2 separate regions of the Macaca mulatta genome follow, and region 2 is linked to region 1. Evidence: chromatin contacts called from public Hi-C data. All regions are on one chromosome and are shown on one strand. Each heading gives the region's core, a stretch centred on a gene start, on an enhancer-like site or on the middle of the called end of the contact. The rest is flanking DNA. Distances are from core to core; before and after follow the strand shown.

The links. A called contact is a pair of places that touch in the nucleus more often than the background predicts.
Region 2: a contact with region 1 is called in a Hi-C map of fetal cortex germinal zone, with 3 times the contacts expected there. The contact joins two enhancer-like sites. A contact is called at or near these places in 2 of 14 Hi-C or Micro-C datasets (fetal cortex germinal zone and fetal cortical plate).

Annotation. Positions count from the first base shown.
Region 1 is chr3:52,882,751-52,887,155 of T2T-MMU8v2.0, forward strand. No RefSeq gene overlaps it. Among named protein-coding and RNA genes, the nearest start is that of CASTOR2, 390 kb to the left of the region's middle. Within about 2 kb of position 1,896, at least 5 of the 40 cell types and tissues checked have an H3K27ac peak or open chromatin away from gene starts, as enhancers often do. A contact at or near this core is called in fetal cortex germinal zone, where this site is marked.
Region 2 is chr3:55,247,326-55,251,794 of T2T-MMU8v2.0, forward strand. The region is part of intron 2 of AUTS2 (activator of transcription and developmental regulator AUTS2); the gene reads left to right. Among named protein-coding and RNA genes, the nearest start is that of AUTS2, 350 kb to the left of the region's middle. Within about 2 kb of position 1,851, at least 6 of the 40 cell types and tissues checked have an H3K27ac peak or open chromatin away from gene starts, as enhancers often do. A contact at or near this core is called in fetal cortex germinal zone, where this site is marked.

The sequences.
Region 1 (4,405 bases), core at 646-3,145:
AGGCTGGTGCAGGATCTCCCTAGGTTACGCAGGCTGGTCCCAAACTCCTAGGCTCAAGCAATCTTTCAGCCTTGGCCTTCCAAAGTGCTGGAGTTACAGGCATGAGCCACTGTGCCTGGCATTATCTATATGTTTATATCTGTGTGTCCCCATGTGGTTCCCTCCTTTTATCTGCCTCTTTTCGATTCTCTGGCTCCTTTCCTTCTCCCCTCCTCCCATATAATTAAGCAGAAACAGAAGCCCTAAGAAAGAAAAGAGGCCTCAAGAAACTTTTTGGGTGTGGGAGGAAGAGCCTCTCAGGAGAGTTTGCAGGGCTGTTTTCTGTTGTCAGGACTGGGTCACACGGACTTGGGGAAGAGAGAGAGAAAGAGAGAGAAAAAGAGGGAGGGAAGGGGGATCTGAAAGTGGGTGAAGGGAAGGGAAAGGGTTAGTCCTGGCCACCCGTAAGGCCCTTGGACAGTGGGCAGAGACTTGGCCATCTTGTAAGGGATGAAGCCCTTAATGGAATCCTCCCTTCCCACCCAGATGCAACCAAACACATCACTGGGAATTAAGTTTGGAGATGAGGCTCTAAAGCCTCCACTATTGACACAACTCTGTTGAACAGTAGACAGGGTCTCTGGAGACCAGGGGCTGGGTCTTCCTTCCCGTCCCTCCAGTGCGTGTCCCAGCATTTGTTCCCTGCCGGTCCTTGGGAAATACTGGACAGAAAAGCAAAATGGATCATCTGGGCATTTGCTGGATTGACTTGGTTCCCCCACCAATGAATCCCGCTCTCTTCTTTTTACCATTTCCTCCAACAAAGACATCAAAAGCTCAAAGAAAGAAGATCAGGGAACTTGGAAAGCCTCCTCCGACAGGTGTAAGCCGACCCCCAGGGCCCTATGCTGAGCAGGGCCCACCGGGCACTTCCCCATCTCTGGAGAGGCACCCAGCCTCTCCTCCGAGCGCTGTCAGTCAGCGTAACATCCCACACTGCCATCGATTTTTCTGTCTTTCTACACTAATTAGACATGTTATTACTAATCTTTGGTAATCACCACAAGGGGTTTGTGGAAAGTCTCTGAGATTTCAATCTAGATTAAAAATAAGAAACATTATCACCTCTGGGAAAATGCAGAGAAAGCACATGTTATTTTAATGTTTAAATCAATAAAGCTGTCCCGCTTCTGTTTTGTGTGAGTATTGATGAAATTTATAAAAATCCCATTTAAACTTCTCCCTGTCCATTTCCCCGCAGGGGCACGTGATTGATTTCTCGGAGGGCATCTGAGAGGGAGGGGTATAAGGAAAGGCTGTCAAAGACCCTTGTGCATTGCGGGCGGATGGCAGAGACCTGGAGAGGCTGGTGGGGGAAGGAGGAGGCTTCAGGGACCTAGTTCCTGCTCTTTTATTTCCATTTCCATTGATTCCTCTTATTAAAGAAGGCTTTGAACCCACAAGAAAGAAAGAGAGAAAATCTTTTCTTCCTTAATTAATCTCTTTTCCAATTGTTAGACTGCAACCTTTGATTGCAAAACAAGCTGCCTGCCCCAGGCAGATTAAATCAGGAGGGGGCAAGAGGAAGGGGAGGGGAGGCCAACGCCTTAACCAGGAATTCTGTCATTGGAGAGCGGAGAAAAGAAAATTATCTTCAAATGAAGAGAACACCATCTAGCACATTCTCTCAAACAATTGAAACTAATGTGTTGACACAAAAAGAGAAATGAGCCTACTTTAATTTTCTGCAGAGACAGACTGTAATTTGTAACATCTCTGATCAGAAATTGAGGCGGCATATGGACTCAAAGAGAAGTAAAGCGCCGTTAACTTTTTGCCAGGCATAGTGGGGTAGGGGGAGGAGGAACCGAACACATTTCTATTGCCACGGAGATGCTGGCATCAGCTACCGGGACAGCTTGTGCACGCAGAAGGGTGGCGTCGTGTACCACAACTCGGGAGGGAGGCAGCCTGTGTTTGCGCGTCTCCTGTGTGTATGGAGACTTGTACTCAGCTAGCTGCGAGGTTGGAGGGGCCGGATACATTCCTCCACTCCACCACCTGTGCCAGAGCCCCGGGCTCCAGGCTGGGCTGCCCCTCGCGATGCGTGGTGCAGGAGAAGAGCTTAACTGGCTTTTGGTGTGAGCTCAGCTTTATTCCAAGAGGAGGATTCTCTCATTGCTGAACTTTCCCAGGGAGGATGAAAACTTGGCATGCTTCTAACCCCATGCACCAAACATCTGTTTTCCCTGCAGACTGTGAGCTTCTTTAGGGCAGAAGTTACATGATCAAAATGATGATACTGTCTTGTGTTTGTAATCCCAGCACTTTGGGAGGCAAAGGCAGGAGGATCGCTTGAGACCAGGTGTTTGAAACCAGCCTGGGCAACGTAGTGAGACCCCATCTCTACAAAAGAAAATTTTAAAAATTAGCTGGGTGGGGTGGTGGGATTCCAAGCATATGCCACCATGCCAGATAAATTTTAAGTTTTTTGGCAATGTGGTCTTGCTATGTTGCCCAGGCTGGTCTCGAACTCGTGGATGCAAGTGATCCTCCTGCCTCAGCCTCCCAAAGTGCTGGGATTACAAGGGTGAGCCACTGTGCCCGGCAAGACAGGAATTTTGATTGGACACCCAGGTCCTGTGCTTGGCATGTCACCAGGCTTATACTTATTCATATTGATTGACTGATTGAGACAGAGTCTTTCTATGTTGCCCAGACCAGTCTCGATCTCCTGACCTAAGGTGATCATCCTGCCTCAGTCTCTCGAAGTGCTGAGATGACAGGCATGAGCCACCAAGCCTGGCTCCTGCACATTCTTAGACTCACGTTCTGTATTTCTAGCTGTCTCTTGGACAACCTGGTAGCATCTCAAACTCAACATCCACGTGGTCATAGAACTGAGTCCAGGTGAATAGGATGAACCAGGTGAATAGGTGAACCTACTAAGTGCTGGTTCCAACTTAGGCCCATCACTTACCTTGTCAGCAGCTTGTCCAATATCCCAGCAAGGTGATATTTTATGAATGAACAAAGTGAAATTGATGCAGTGTCTTTCCTAACGACACTCAGTCATTGGGTGGCGGAGTTGGAACCGAATCTAAAACTGTCCCCTCCAAAGCTACCCCTTTTCCAACCAGGCCATGTGTCTCCTGAGCTGAGCCTAGGTCTGGCACTTGCTGATACTCAATGATGTTGGCTGAAAGACAAGTGTCTTCTTCACTTCTGTGACTTCTTCTTTTGTGTGTGTGTGTGACAGAGTCTCACTGTATCAGAGGCTGGAGTGCAGGGGCCGGATCATAACTCACTGCAACTATAGCTTCTGGCCCCTGAACTCAAGCAATCCTCCTGCCTGCCTCCTCCCCACAACCTCCCGACTAGATGGGATTACAGGTTCATGCCACCATGCCTGGCTATGTAAAAAAAAAATTGTAGACATGAAGTCTTGCTGTGTTGCCCACACTCATCCCAAACTCCTGGCCTCAAGTGATCCTCCTGCCTCAGCTTCCCAAAGTACTGGGATTACAGGCGTAAACCACCACCCCTGGGCCTTCTGTGACTTCTGACTGCTTATTGTTTTGACCTTCTACTGTAGCTTCCAGCTTTAATGATATTCTCTTGGATAGAAAGACTCCAGTGCCCCCACACTCCACCCTAAACCTTTTGAATGGACTTTAGTCTCACTCAGAAATTCCATGTCGATTAGCATTGTTCACAAGAAAGGAAAGACAGCATTCAATAGACCCACCATGAACCAGGTACTTTCTGTATTTTATTTCATTTAGATTTCTACCATCATCATCACAACCTATTTTTACAGATGAAAAATTAGTCTCAGAGAAGTTCAGTGAGTAACTTGTCCAAGTTATTGCAGTGAGCAAGCAGCCAGAGACTAAATCAGGGCCACCTTATTATTTGTTGACACCATGGCCTTCAGCAGCCAATATCACATTTTGTAAGATCAGGGACTCTAGGCTCAATACATTCAAGAGAATCACCTCTGACCCCTGCACTTTTTTTTTTTTTTTTTTTTTGATGCCGGGTTTTTCTCTGTCACCCAGGCTGGAGTGGAGTGGCATGGCATGGTCACAGCTCACTGCAAGCTCAACCTCCTGAATTCAAGCAATCCTCTCACCTCAGCCTCCTGAGTAGCTGGGATTCCAAGCACATGCCACCATGCCAGATAATTTTTAAGTTTTTTGGCAATGGGGTCTTGCTATGTTGCCCAGGCTGGTCTTGAACTCCTGATTGCAAGTGATCCTCCTGCCTCAGACTCCCAAAGTGCTGGGACTACAGGCTTGAGCCCCTGTGCCTGGCAAGACAGGAATTTTGATTAGAGATCCAGGTCCTGTGCTTGGCATGTCACCAGGTTTATTTATTACTTATTCATATTGATTGACTGATTGAGATAGGGTCTTGCTATGTT
Region 2 (4,469 bases), core at 601-3,100, 2.4 Mb after region 1:
TCAAATCCAGATTTATGAGTATATGATAGTGGCTTCATGTTGTTTTAAGTTACTGTTGATAATTTGTTTCTCCTCAGTAATCTAGAGCTACTAGTTTGGCAGAATTATCCATGGGTTGCAGAATAGAAACTTTTAAGCAACAGTCAACCAGATTGGTCCATGATAACTCCAGGATAAATATAAGAAGAATTTCTGGACACATTTTGCCCCAGTGAAGTAAAATTATTTACATTCAAGGGTGGATTTGGAAATGCAGGTATTTTTCTGTTGATCTGCATGTTGATTACACCGGTGTGTTCAGTGCGTAATTACACTTCCATGCAGTTATTTTTGTTTTTGTGTTAGATTTCAATAAACTATTATTTTTCTAACAAATCTTATACCTTAGTGCTTCTTTAGAGTACTTATCAGAGTACTGTTACATAAGTAATGGCTCATGTGTGCACACAGGTGTCTGCTCTGTGAAATAGTCCGTTTCAAATTATGCCACATTAAATTGTGTCTGCTTTAAAGGGCTAAAATAAGTACATGTACATATTTAGATATATAAGATGACTTTTATTTAATAGATAATTAGAATGTTTATATAATAGATTCATGCTTTCAGAGATTTCATATTCACAAAGTAGGTTTTGGAACCGTGAAACATGGATAGGTCAGTGTCATTTGGTTTGTTTCTTTTTTCTTCATTTAATCCTTTTCAGGACTTTGACTCCCTGTGAATTGTTAATGTACAGTCTTTATGAATCCAAATAACATTCATTAACTTTCTTGGAAGGTCACAGTGATGTTGGTTCTGTTTGAAATAAGTACTATACATTTTTTAGAATAAAAAAGGAAAGTATTATGGTGAGTTTTGCTATCTACTTGCCACTTTCCCTTCTTTGTTTTGTTTTGTTTTGTTTGTTTGTTTTTTGGTAGGGAGGGAGGTCTCCCTGTGTTGTTCAGGTTGGTCTCAAACTCTTGGCCTCAAGCAGTCCTCCCACCTCAGCCTCCCAAAATGTTGGGATTACAGGTGTGAGCCATTGCACTTGGCCCTTTCCCATTTTTGTGCTTGACTAGTGTGTCATTTTTGTTTTCTTGAAACCTTTGTCCTTTCCCATGTGAATACACATAGGATGACAATAGTCACAAAACTCTATCCATACTTAGAAGACTAAAACTGGAAATTGTTGGTTGAACATGTAATGGATAATTATTAGAATTCTACACTGATTTGTACTGTTCTCGAATTTTTATGTAAAGGTCTAGTTTAGAGATTTATTATTTTTGATGTTTAGACTTAAAAGAAAAACAATTAGCTGCAGAATCTAGTTTTCATCCTAGAGTGAAACTCGTATAACCTTGTTGATTTTAGTGGGAATTAGAAAGTTCAGACTCTAAAATTTTTTAGAGGTCTCCCAAAATGGTTTCTGCTCTATGTTGAAAGGAACTCTAATCTGCAGAAGTGCAGGTGACAGTAAGGAGGGCAGGGGATGCTCTTCCCAGAAGAGTTTCTGCAATGCAGCTGACTTAGAGTGCAATGGAAAGAGCTAGATCTCGTGGTGGCATGTTTCTGTCACAGCACGTGTATAGCAGTCACAGACTCTGAACCCAAAGACTATATATCTAGTTGGAGCAGACATTGACCTCTTTTTCTGGGCTGAAAACGGTGAAGTGTATCGGTTTTGGTAGCTTGGGTTATAAGAAACCTAAATTAGTTTGAAGTGGAATTATCCTGATGAAAGGGCAGTTGAAAGCCCTTGACACTGGACAGAGGATTGTCTAGTGTCTAATCTTGGCTCAAAATGCACCAGACATAATGAGAGTCATTATGAACTGCTGATCTCCTACCCCTCCCCTCAGCAGACCCTATTAGACTTGCAAAAACAGCAAACACTGTGTGTGTTTGGCATGGTGCCTGCTGTGTAGTAGAGGAAGAAAGCGTACCTTGTTTGCACTCCAACCAGATACTGGTGCATCATGTTACAGCTCTGCTTGGTTCTGAGCTCCTCTGTTCAATCTCGTCTTGACAGATGCTGTCATTGCCACCCCTTAGCAAGACAAATGCAGCCACTCTGCAGGAGTTGGCTTTTGCCCAGCTGTGCTTGCCAGGGCCCCAAACTGATGTGCTTGTGTACCTGTGGAAAGGTAACAGCCTGCGGGTGTGTTATCCTCTGCCATTATGTGCATTACCTTTTGAGTTTTTGCCATTCCCAAAGGAAAAGTTAGTTTTGTTTGTTCAGATAAATCTGAACCCTCAATTTCTCTTCCTGCTTTTTTCACAACAGATGTTGTTAGGCACCCACTAAAGATCCCCAGGAAGGGTCCCTGCCCCATATAAGCTCACTTTCTCTGTAGGTAGAAATAAATGCAAACAGTCACATAATCACAACCTTAATAGCTATGTGTATAAAGGACGCTGGGAAAAAAGGGGAAGGAGGGGATCTTTGGAAATGCATGTCAGGAGACAGTTGTCTCATACAGGCCATGAAAGTTAAGTATTACTTAGAAGGTGTAGGTGTATGTGTTGCTAGGGTCCAAGGTGAAAAAGGAGAAGTGGTTTGAAATGAGCTTGGTGCACCTAGGTTTGGGCCTGGTTTTGAGGATTACTGGAAATAGGGAATCATCATAGAATCTTAAACTAGATGAGTAGCCTCTTCAAAAATTTTTTTTAAGAAGCATTATTGTGGTATCAATCTGGAGAATAAGATTATATAAAAAGTGGTGAGAGTAGGAGAAGTGCCAGCCTATTATGTTGGGAGAAGGAAGCATGGAGAGGTTTTAGATGTGACCATTAGTTCAGATAAGAGTAGTGAAGGGAGATAGGACTTAACAAGTAGGAAGATAAATTAAAGAGAGTAAGAAAGGAAGGTCTAAGGTTTTCAGCTAATACTCCCCAGGCATAGTATTTATAGGGAAACAGGGAAGGTAGATTTCAGTTTGGGGCAGACTAATTTTAAAATACCTGTGGAATATGCACGTATTAATGAGTAAATTTTAGTGTGAAGTTTGTACCTGGAGTTGAGAATAGAGCAGGCTGGGCACATAGGGTTCCAGGATAATTGATGTTACAAATTGAGTCTAGTTTAGCGGTTAGAGCCACGAGACCCTCTAATCCAAGTTTGATGTCCCATGGCTGTTTGATACAGGATGGGACCAACATTATAGACCTGCTGTTACCTGCTAAAAAAAGGCATTTTGTATATTTCACTCCTGAGTCCAGAAAGCCATTTACCAAGAGCATATCTGAATTTGTGTGGCAGGGTATAATATAACAATGAGTTCTGTGTATTCACAATTTAGGAACTAATTTCACAAGACCACAGGTTGGAAATTCTTGTCCTCTAATGGGATTGAACCTTTCTGGAAAGAGCTTCACCTGGATTTTCTTCATCTCAGTAGATGAAGTAGTTACTATTTCTTTCCCACATTCAGCCAATAGCATACATTTTGTAGAAAGCAACTAAAGTTTTTCCTCCAAAGCTTTAGGCCTCTTCTCTTTCAGTTCCTCTCGGTAGGACCCTGGCCTGTCTTGGTCAGTCTACCTGTTCTTTCTACTTGACTTCCACCATCTGCCCATTGGGACCTACAGATACTTTTTTGAGACAGAGTCTCACTCTGTCGCCCAGGCTGGAGTGCAATGGCGTAATCTTGGCTCACTGCAAGCTCCGCCTCCCGGGTTCACACCATTCTCCTGCCTCAGCCTCCCGAGTAGCTGGGACTACACGCGCCTACCACCACACCTGGCTAATTTTTTGTATTTTTGGTAGAGATGGGGTTTCATCGTGTTAGCCAGGATGGTCTCGATCTCCTGACCTCGTGATCCACCCACCTCGGCCTCTCAAAGCGCTGGGATTACAGGTGTGAGCCACTGTGCCTGGCTGGGACCTACAGATATTTCTTGGCTGCTTACAAGTTTTTGTTCTCCTAGGGGATTTCTGGGACACTTAAATATGATTATATCCATCAGTGAATTAACAATCCGTAGAGTTGACATCAGTGGTAAATACAGTAATGTGAGAGCCTAAAACATGAGCCAAAGTTCCATTTAAAAGATCTAGATGCAGATTATTTCACTAAACTTGAGAATTATTGATCATCTCTGTCCCTTTCTCCTTTTTCTCTCCCTTTTCTTTCCATCGTTCCTCCCTCTCTCTTCCTTTTTCCCTCTTCTCTTCCCTGTCCCCCTCCCTGTTCTCTTTTCTCTTTTCCCCTTTTTTCTTCCCCTCCATCTTACTTTCCCTTCTCTCTCTTCTCATTTGATATAACTGACAGATTTGAGCAGAACTGTGAGGCTCTCAGGAGCTGTGTGTGATGTGGAGTGGCCAGATGACTTTATGTGAGTACGCATGAGGGACTGTAAAGAAGCTGTCTAGAGGCCAGCCTCCTTCTAGGTTGTGCCTAACCCTGGAGAGTCATCATATGTTATTTCTCATCTCAGACTGCCACAGAATTGAGGAGGGAGATTGAAGGCAGCTCATTAAACC